Linked DNA regions of Mus musculus: all the other regions are linked to region 3. Evidence: chromatin contacts called from public HiChIP or PLAC-seq data. All regions are on one chromosome and are shown on one strand. The core of a region is the stretch at or near the end of the contact, and the rest is flanking DNA. Distances in the headings are between cores, read along the strand shown.

Evidence for each region. HiChIP or PLAC-seq counts read pairs in DNA pulled down with a chosen protein or histone mark.
Region 1: a FOXA1 HiChIP or PLAC-seq map of pancreatic cancer cells shows a contact between it and region 3. The contact joins two enhancer-like sites. A contact is called at or near these places in 3 of 115 datasets of contacts at active chromatin or transcription factors (embryonic stem cells, hepatocytes and pancreatic cancer cells).
Region 2: an HNF4G HiChIP or PLAC-seq map of pancreatic cancer cells shows a contact between it and region 3. The contact joins two enhancer-like sites. A contact is called at or near these places in 1 of 484 Hi-C or Micro-C datasets (cortical neurons) and 2 of 115 datasets of contacts at active chromatin or transcription factors (pancreatic cancer cells and stem cell-derived neural progenitor cells).

Annotation. Positions count from the first base shown.
Region 1 is chr2:58,544,647-58,548,049 of GRCm38.p6, forward strand. All of the region lies in intron 1 of Acvr1 (activin A receptor, type 1), which reads right to left. Among named protein-coding and RNA genes, the nearest start is that of Acvr1, 20 kb to the right of the region's middle. Within about 2 kb of position 1,860, at least 47 of the 459 cell types and tissues checked have an H3K27ac peak or open chromatin away from gene starts, as enhancers often do. A contact at or near this core is called in pancreatic cancer cells, where this site is marked.
Region 2 is chr2:58,681,764-58,685,246 of GRCm38.p6, forward strand. It overlaps a transcript of Upp2 not described here. Among named protein-coding and RNA genes, the nearest start is that of Upp2, 72 kb to the right of the region's middle. Within about 2 kb of position 1,383, at least 1 of the 459 cell types and tissues checked has an H3K27ac peak or open chromatin away from gene starts, as enhancers often do. A contact at or near this core is called in pancreatic cancer cells, where this site is marked.
Region 3 is chr2:59,218,548-59,221,961 of GRCm38.p6, forward strand. All of the region lies in intron 2 of Pkp4 (plakophilin 4), which reads left to right. Among named protein-coding and RNA genes, the nearest start is that of Pkp4, 59 kb to the left of the region's middle. Within about 2 kb of position 2,049, at least 47 of the 459 cell types and tissues checked have an H3K27ac peak or open chromatin away from gene starts, as enhancers often do. A contact at or near this core is called in pancreatic cancer cells, where this site is marked.

The sequences.
Region 1 (3,403 bases), core at 610-3,109, 670 kb before region 3:
ATTTGATGGTGGCCTCAAACCTCTGGAATAGGGACTGTCGATTTGGGTGGCTGAGAGAAGCCATGAAGTCCTTGCTTCCTTGACATCTTTCTACAGAGACCAGGCCCATCTATCTACAAGTATCAATCCTCCTGCCTCAACCTCAACACACTACAGGTGTGTCCCACTATGCCTGCTATAGACAAAATTCTATAAGAAGCCATCCTCAAAGCTGGTGCTAGTGATCATTCCAAGATTCAAATCTAATCAAGTCTCTTTCCTGCCTCCAACTCCCCAGTAGGTACAACGTTTGAGAATGACGCCTGAATTGTTTGTCCAACAGTAAGTAGTCTTGGTAAAGGAATCCCCTCCTCGTCTCTCCAGCTCAGAGTCATTAGGGCACACACACCGTAAGCTACTGTTTAACTAAACTATCTGAAGTTGCCACAGTCCGCCATGTTTTCTCCCTGTGCCCTCTACCGCTGTGCGGAATGTTCTCCGTGCTGAAGTACCCTTCCTTACATCAGCGGACAACCTTGCCATCTAAAGTCTTAATACCTTAAGGTAAAGGTATTAAGGACCCTGTCAGGACCCTGCCTACATACTCTCCCAAAAGTGAGTAGGTATTGCTCTCTTGCATCCCTCTGCACACAGCACACCTCCTGCACTGGTCAAACTGTACCCAGCCACCTATTCATGTGGCTCTCTCACTAAGCCCAAAACTCTCCTACAGCCAGGAACAGCACTTCTAGGCCTTGTGTCATTAGCACGGAACCTGAAACATAGTATTCAAAGACAAAGGAAAAGTTAAAAAGTTAAAAACCCTGAATCAAACAGACCAGAAAATAAAGAGGGAACCATTCTGTATTAACATTTCATTCTAACCAGGCATTGGCTCACACCTTTAATCCCAGCAGGTGGGAAGCAGAGGCAGGTGGATGTCTGTGAGTTCAAGGCCAGCCTGGTCTACAAAGCCAGTTCTAGGATAGACTGTTATACATAGAAAAACCCTATCTCAACAAAGAAAAAGAGAAAAAAAAATCATTGTACTTTCAAACACTTATTCATTATCTCCCCCTGATTTTACACACAAATATTTGATAACTGTTTGAATCTATATCAAAAGGAAACATTATTGCCAGGTGTGGTGACACACAACTTGAATCCCAATACTAGGGAGACAGAGGCAGGAGGAGCTCTGTCATCCCAAAGCCAGCCTGATGTACATAGCACATTCCAAGTCAGGATGAGCTACAAACAAATAAAAATAAAGTTAAAAATAAAAATAGCAGAATTCATCAAGGGGGCAACGGCCAGCACAGGGAGAGCAATGACTCCGTCATGGGATGAGTGCACGTCAAGTACAGTGAAAGTGTCTTCATCCACAGAACAAACGCTATACTCTCCCAGCACAATAGATGGAACCAGCCCCTCTTAATGGCTCATCACAAGGGAGAACACTATCCCAGTCAGAATCAAAACTGGGATTTTGAGGTTTTAAACCAACCATAGCCTGTTCCGTAAGTAAGCTCGCATGCACCCCCAATCATCAGACGTGCCAACCTTAGAGCCAGGCACTGGGAAGGCTGAGGCAGGACTAGCTCAGGTTCCAAGCCGAGGTGGGGAACTTCGTGAGTTCTAGGCCAGTTTGAGCTCCAGTATGAAAACAGTGAGATAAAATGCTAGTCCCTGTGGAATCAGAGCTGGGGTGGAGGACTGTGGGTAGTTTGGGGGGGACCTCTTCCCCTTCACACCGCAACAAGCACCACCTTCTGAGTTGTCCTTGCAGGGCCCGTGATCTTCCTGCAGGAGGGTGGCTGAACCAAGCGGAGAGAAATAACTTTATAGTCTGTCTGACTCATAGTTTGCCCTTTGCTCCTCCCAAAAGAAATAAGCTCTTAATGGTCCATCGTTTGATGACCAAGCACTAACTCATCCTCCTCGATCCCCTTGGTGACTAACTCGTTCCTTCCTTCATCATGAAACCGTCTAAAACTTTAATATAAACACAAGAAAATGAGTCTAATTTTTATGACTTCTCCTCAACCCAGGATATCCTAAGAAATAATAATAATAATAATAAACCTGCAATGCAAACTGAATTACACAAGAGAGACTACACTCTCCCAGCCCTTAGTAGAAGCAGAGAAGATATTATAGGCTTTTGTCATCCTGTGGCTGTAATTAAGATTGGAAAACAGCCTACAGTATTCCCCTCTAAGAGGGTGGATTGAATCCCTACGACCATCCTCAGGCCCCACTGGTGTGCTCGCCTGAAAGTTCCTCTGCATATTTCCTGCTTCCCCAGGGATGTTTTCCTACTTTCAACTGCTTACTGCTCAGTCAAAACCCCTCCTCTCAAATCCAAGCTTCTGTCTCTTGTTCTGACTTACAGGTTCCATTTCTCTATTCTCTCCTCTTTTCCCTTCTCCAGATCCCAATATTATAAACTCAATGACTCACTGGGAAAACACAAATAAAAAATAAAAACTTGACAGCGGTTCACCATGATTAAAAAGGGGAAAACGGACTGCAACAACAACCCGCCTCCATTCTCAACACCTATTCCCTGGGTGTCCATGACCTGCTCAGGAAGCGCTTACTGAACACTGTAGGCTTTGATGGTCAGTTAGATCCCAGGCTCAGTTGGGGGTGGGGGGAGGGAGGGGTGTTCACTCATTTCTGTGCTTGTCTTTGCTCCACACCTCAGGAGAGGCTCTCTCTCCTATGTGGGCAGCCTCTACCAAAAGGAACACACACACTCTCATTTATGATGGCTTGACTGAATGATTTTTTTTTCCCCTTACAATAGGTTGAAACATATGTGCATTTAATGAATCCTATATAACCCACACTTGGAAATGGGAATCTGGAGCCAGTGGGTAAAAGCGCTTACCTCGATGGTAAGGCTGGTAATCTGGGTTTTATCTCTGAGATCCACGTTACGGGGGAAAGCGACAATTGACTCCACAGAGTTACCTTCTGACCTCCTCATGCCTGCCAGGGCATGCACACACCCACCCAGATCTAACACACACAAAATGATACTTCTTTTAACATGAGGCCAGGTATGGTAGTGCACAATTTTAATCCAGCCCTTGAAAGACTTGAATGGCAGAGGCAGGCTGATTTCTGTGTGTTCAAGGCCAGCCTGGTCAACAAAGAGCTACATAATGAGGCCCAGTCTCAAAAAAAAAAAAAAAAAGTAACATTAAAAAAAGAAAAGAAGAAAAAGCCAGACAGGATGGCACAGGCCTTTAATCCTAGCAGTCAGGAGGCAGAGGTAGGCAGGTCTTGGTGAATTTGAGGCCATCCTGGTCTACAAGCTCCAAGACAGCCAAGACTACACAGAGAGAAAATGACCCTACCTAGAAAGAAAGAAAGAAAATAAATAAAAAAGGAAGGGAGGGAGGGAAGGAAGAGG
Region 2 (3,483 bases), core at 133-2,632, 540 kb before region 3:
GTCCATTGCTGTATCCACAGCACCAGGGATGGGAGCTTCATAGGACACACAGAGGCTTCGCCTCCTCCCAGCTGCCCTGTCACTGCTGAGCATGCTTAATGTAAAATACATCGGGGTCACCGAAAAGCAAGAGGTTGATTGATGATTGAATGACTTCTTAATTAAAACCATCTCTCTCTCTCTCTCTCTCTCTCTCTCTCTCTCTCTCTCTCTCTCTCTCTCTCTCACACACACACACACACACACACGAGGCAGAAGCCTTGTCTTCGTGAATGTGTCTCACTGGCTTGAATCTGCTGAATCACCCTTCCCAGCTCAGCAGGCAGACATGGGACTGGAGAAGGAGCTGAAAGCTCTATATCTTGATCTGAAGGTAGTGTGCTGCGTGTCACTGAGCCTGGGCTTAAGCATCTGAGACCTCAAAGTCCACCTCCACAGTGACACACTTCCTTCAACAAGACCACACCTTCTAATAGTGCCACTCCCTATCGGACAAGCATTCAAATACATGAGTATATGGGGGGGGGGGTGGTCATTCTTATTCAAACCACTACAGTTATGGTTATTTTCATTTCTTTGCATGAATGTGTATTCTCATCTCCACCCCCACCCCCTACCCCCAGGAAACTCCCTTTTCTGTAGCCAGAAATCCTGTCAGGAGACATCTGAGGAGATGCTGCCTTAAAGGAGTCCAAGCCTAAAACAACTAATAACTAATGTTTAGTAACATTAGATTGCATACTTAATTTAAACTAAGTTTGCCATTCTAAGATCAAACACAATTAATTTTCTTGTATTTAGACTTTAGAGCAGCAGTGAATTATTTTACAGTCATGTTTCCTTTGAAGCAGAAGCTGTGTGGACTGGTAATGTCATTTTCAGAATCTTGGTTGTTTGATTTTAATATTTCTTTATTTTCTGTGTGTGGGTGTTGCGCCTGATGTATATATGTGTGCTATGGGTATGCACTATCCATAGTGGTCACGGGATCCATTGTAACTGGTGTGAGCCCCCACGTGGGTGCTGGGAATGAAACCCAAGTCCTCCAGAAAGGCAGCCAGTGCTCTCTACCACTGAACCATCTCTCAGGCTCACCTTCAACGGACTGTGTTTTGCCTCCCTTGAGAGACTTGCTGGATGTACTCTGGCACCCCAGCAGCAGCGAGGCAGACATGAAGCCCTACAGGCACATGGGCATTTTAGAATTTTATTAGGAAAACCAGACCTGAGAATTTAATAGACACACCAAAATGGGGACAGATGTGACTCCCTCTCCTAGATCCCAGAAGGTGACAGACACCTAATACTGCCATGGCAGGGCCCTATCCCAACAGGATGTATCAACTTGATTGCCTGGTTCAGCTCAGTCCCCTCCTGTTGACATAGCTTACTCAGCTGCTTGGTATCTGCCCTGTCATGCATCTGGACTTGGACTTGACCCACCATCTCCTGCTCTAGACTGGGTTTGGCCTTTCACCTTGTAGACAAATTTTGCAGCTTGGCTCTCAAACCTGACTCCAGTATCTCTACTAACAGGTCTACCAGCAGGTCTCTTTTGGTACTTTTCTGCCTCAGTATCTTGAAACTGATTGAACCCTGCAGTGACCTCTTTAACTTATATTCATTCTCAAAACCATACATATGCATATACATACATAGATACATACATACGTGCGTATGCACATGCATGTGTGTGTGTTATATGTGTATGTTCTCTGTAATATGAAAGTTAATATTAGTAATTTAGATTGGAATAAAGAACATGTATTTACCTCTGACACAGTGCCAGCACTTATGACAAATTAGTCATTGAAACCTTTAAGCTGTGTGAATTTATTATTATTCAATAAATTGTGACATCATGGACAGACACAAACATGTCTTTCTATGTTTCTGACATATTGTGCTCATAGCATAGCCACTGTGATAAAGAGACAGTGACATTAAGAGTCAAACAAACGCATTCTGGGTATGGAGGCACATTAGGGCATTCATAAGGCAAAGGCAGGCAGATCTGGGAGTCTGAGGCCAGCCAAGCCTACTTAGTGTTTAGAGAAAAAAACAAAATTATTCTAGAAAACATTGTTATGTAATGCATTATTTAAATATCAATTAATAAATTAAATATTATGAGCATATACTTTCCACACTTCTTACAGCTTATATTGCTAAGTTGATCCAAACTTTCCTTTGTATCTATTGATGGGGAGTCATTCATATTCAGGAATTTTAGTCCATCTATGTTACTACAATAAAATACTGAAGGCTGGTCATTTACAAAGAGGAGGAATTTGGTTCTTCTATTTTTTGAGACTCAGAAGTTCAAGCTGTGTATATCAGTGTGTTTAGTTGTCCAGGAAAGGCCTAGTTTCAGTGACTGAATTCTGTGTCCTCCAGAGAATATGAGCATTGGGTCCTTGTAAGGGGAGGTTCTTATGCAAAGGTCTTGTTCCCCAATTGGTTCTTGGTTTGTCAGTAAAGAAGGCCGGGGGGGGGGGCAATTGCTGGATGTAAAGTACAGGTGGGACTTCAGGGTCCTGGGGCAGGGAGAGGGGGAGGAAGACATGAGGATGGACAGAGGAGCTTTCTGCCATGCTTTGGAGCAAAAAGAACTCAGCAACCATGTGAGATCTCTCTCAGGGAAAGCTGGGGTGGTGACCTCCGCTACAGGCAGGTGGCCAAGGGTGTTTGGCAGGGGCTAGGTGGGACCAGCCACTAAGTTTAGGGCAGGTGGAGAAATGGAGATAATAAATTAGTAAGGTCACACTTTTCCAGGCAGGAGATATCTGCATCCAAAAATTGTGCAGAGAAGGCAAATTGTAAAGTAACAAGCTGTGTGTGTCTTTTATCGTGGATTTAGGGAAGCCAGGTGGGAGCTGGTAGCATGACCACCCTCCCACCCCCAGCAAAGGTAGAAACAAAAGGGAGGGGGGGGGGCTAATAGCTCTAACAATCACTGACAAAGGCAGTAGCTTTTAAAACTACCCACAACAGATCTTCATCTGCAAGAAGGAACAAAAGGACAAATATTTCCCATCAAGTTATTTCACACAGGTATCCACTCTCATTGACACAGGTGGAGCTTTCTGGATTTCATTTTTTTTTATTGGATATTTTCTTTATTAACATTTCAAATGTTATCCCCATTTCTTGGTTTCCCTGCCTCTCAGAAACCCCCTATCCCATTCCCCTTCCCCCTGTTTCTATGAGGGTGTTCCTCTACCTACCTACCCGCTTCCACCTCCCTGCCATCAATTCCCCTATACTGGGGCATTTATTGAGCCTTCATAGGACCAAGGACCTCTCCTCCCATTGATGCCTGACAAGGCCATCCTCTGCTACATATGCAGCTGGAGCCATGTGCACTCCTTGGTTGGTGGCTTAGTCCCTTGGAACTATGGGGACTCTGGTTGGTTGATATTGTTCTTCCTATGGGGTTGCAAACCCCTACAGTTCTTTCAGTCCTTTCTCTAACTCTGCCAT
Region 3 (3,414 bases), core at 799-3,298:
TTTACAGAAGCATGGTAAGCAAGAGTCTCCCGTCTCTCAGACAGCTTCTTGCCCAGCTGTGCATCCTGTTCATAAGGCAGCTTTACTTTCCCCGCTCCCACATTGATCTAGGAACTAAATCCATCTACATAGTTGACAGTAAAGTTTTATTTCCTGCCTGCTGACATTTTGACACAGATGCTATGGCTTTGCTCCCCCATATGTCCAAATTAGCAGACAATTAAGTACAGGTAATGAAAGGATGGGTTGTCATATTGATTTGGGAATTCGCTCTATGAGAAATACAGGTTAATTCCTAGAAATAAGAGAAATGGGGTCTTTGTCAGAGCCACCCGTAGGCTCCAATCAGAATCATCTTTTGACAGCTTTTGCTGTTTATCTCAATAAGGATGCAGGAGTCCAAGATAAATTAAGAGGCAAGGAAGGATTTTTGTATCCTGATAGTATGTAGATTTCTGGCAAACTTAAAACTGCTGAATAGCTAGCTTACTGCACTGTATACAATCATTAGATGAAGAAATATGTCCAAATGTAGTACCCTCAATGGGCCTTGCATCAGGTGAAAACCAGAGGCCCAAATGACAGAGTCCATTTTGAAATTCCACAGCATGCTGTTGACTGAAAAGGAGTCTGGTATGGCAGTGGCTGTTCATTGTGCCTTCCCCTGCAACCTTGATATGCCCCATGCCCTCTTCAGAGGTACAGGGAAACAGTAAGCAACAGGCTATATGCAGGGTATACCAATTGATTGGCAGAGTACACTGTATTTTTATAACAGATAGACTACTGTCTCTTGGTTTTAGAAATGTTCTTCAAAATAAAAATGGTATTTCCAGTCATGGGTAGGATTAACAAATAAATTTCATAGTTCTATATAGGATACAAGATTACTTATTTTCTATAGAATCATGTGTGTGTGTGCACATGTGCATGAGTGTGTGCGTGTCTGCGTGTGATTGTGATTTGAACTTGCCTCAGGGGCTCTGACTTTCATTCTTAGGCCTACTCATAAGCCACACTCTTTAAATTTTTTTGATGATGATTAAGAAAGTTGAGATCCAGATTTAAGATTGAGGTGAACCCAAATGGCACAGAGTGGGAGTCAAAAGGTGGATGCTCACATTGCTAACACACCGAAGCGCGCGCTGTGTGTACCTCTTGCTCTGGTGCGCTCCTAAATTAGATACCCTGTGTATTGCTTCTGTTGTTTTCAATGAGTGGGAATCACCCTGTTCCTCATTTGTAGAGCTCTTAAAAAAGATGCCATCATTCACGATAACATCTTACTGGATTTTTATGGAAATTACAAGTAGACCTTCATTATGCCTCTATTTATTTAAGTGGTAGTTAAATATCAAAGAGTGAGGTGAGATCCAGGGATCCTTAAAATTTGAAGATAAAAGAATTTGGAGCCCAACCATGTCCTATTGATATTACTTCATTTGAACATGGCTGTCTTAGCTTTAGTAATTACATGCCCTTCCTGTATGGCAGAGTGCCCAGAGCTCAACAAACTCCTGCACAATTATTTACTTTATTCCTCTAAAACAGAAACAACGCCCTGCTCTGCCCCTGCCTCTGCAGCCACCTTTTGTGCAGCCTGAGTTTATTTGCACTGACTAGTCCTCCCTGACATACTTCAGCCACATGCAGCAAACACCTTCATTCCAGCTGTAGGCAAGCATAGTTCACGGGAGTTAGGGAAAGGCACTGTACTGTCACTGCAGCACCCGGCCTTTTATTGTCCCTGTGACTGTTAGTAACCAACTTCTCTCTTCTAGTGGGAGCCAAATGGTCCTGGCAGTTGTGATGATCGTTTAACTTACATCTTCCCGTGCCTGAGCTGCATCGTGAAGCACAAGGAAGGCTGTGTGTGTGTGTGTGTGTGTGTGTGTGTGTGTGTGTGTGTGTGGTGAGAGAAACTAAATTTCATAGTTTTTCCCCCTTAATATTATAGAAATAAGTTTAGAACTGAGGTTAAATGATAGAGCTCCCATGATGTCATAGGGCTTATAGCCAAGAATTCTGAGCAGTCGATCGCACTGGACTCTGTAGAGATAAGTCTGAAGTTGTATGTCAACACTAGAAGTCTGGCCTTTTGTGTGTTCTGTGGATGCAGATGAGGATGTTCATGCAGGAGCTGTACATCCATTTTCTGGTGACCTGTGGAGTGATAAGCTGGACACTGCGACATTCTCAGTTCTACCTTCTCTGAGTTATACTTCAGAATTACTGAATGTGTGTTCTGTCTGAGTTGAAGACAGCTTTTGAGTCTGTTGACACTAGGGTTTGTGTACAGTGTCCTTTAACTATAGAGAGATGTGTTTATACAAACTCCATCTGCTGACCACACATAGCAGGATCACATACACAACTAGAGTACATAATAGGTGTTGTAGCAGGCTTACATGTATGTAACCAGAAAAAAGCATATATACTTGTAACTAAACTTTGTTTTTAATTTATTAAAAATATTTATCACAGGCCTACTGGGAGTAAGGCTCTTTGTCAGAAGAATGTGCAACCACGAACAGTATTGTAGATTTTATTGGAGGAGTAATCGGCCCATGAACTAATTGGACCACAGATCTGCCCCTCCCTATGTATACTCTTGTGTTTAAACGTGCTAATGCTCACATTTATAGCATGTCAGTTATTTGTATATTTACCAATTTAGGTATTTTAACTTTAATTTTTTATTAACAGTACTTTACATTTGAAAGTAATAGAATACTTTTTCTTTGTTAACATTTACAGCCAAACCTGACTTTTTATGCTTAAAATTTTAATTTCCTTTTCAGTTGGATAACCCAGTTCACAGTTTCTTTTCAGAGTTAAATTATTAATGCACGGGATAATTTCCCCTCTATGGGCATACTTTAAATTTGTATGGGCTATTAAATTTGAAATGGTATCTGCTGCCCCTTGATGAGATGGATGGCCAAACATACTTTTGAGGTAGGGTCCCAAAGCTGCTCAGAGCTTTGGCATGCACAGCATGAGAGTTCTGAAGGTCCCTGCCTGCATGCTTGCGTGCTTACTTTCTAGATTGCCATTCCTGTTACTTTGCAGAAATTAGTCCATATGGCCTTACTTCATTTGTGTATGGTTCATGAATATATTGTTTTCCAGAGTGATTAGAGCTGCTTGTACCTTAGCAAAGTAATTTAGTTGTAATTATTTTGTTTCAGGCATTCCTAAGAAAAACCATTTAAAACAAAGGCTTTTCAAACAATTTAAGAGATAAATCTGTGTCTTAACTTGTAGAATGTCTGAATTTATGAATCAAACCTTCAGGGATTAGGGGTTGCATAAAGCAGAAACAGATTGTAAACAAATTAGATGACTCATCAAAACTTGAAGACATTCGTATTACACAGTTATTTCTTATATAATCATACTTTAATAACGATA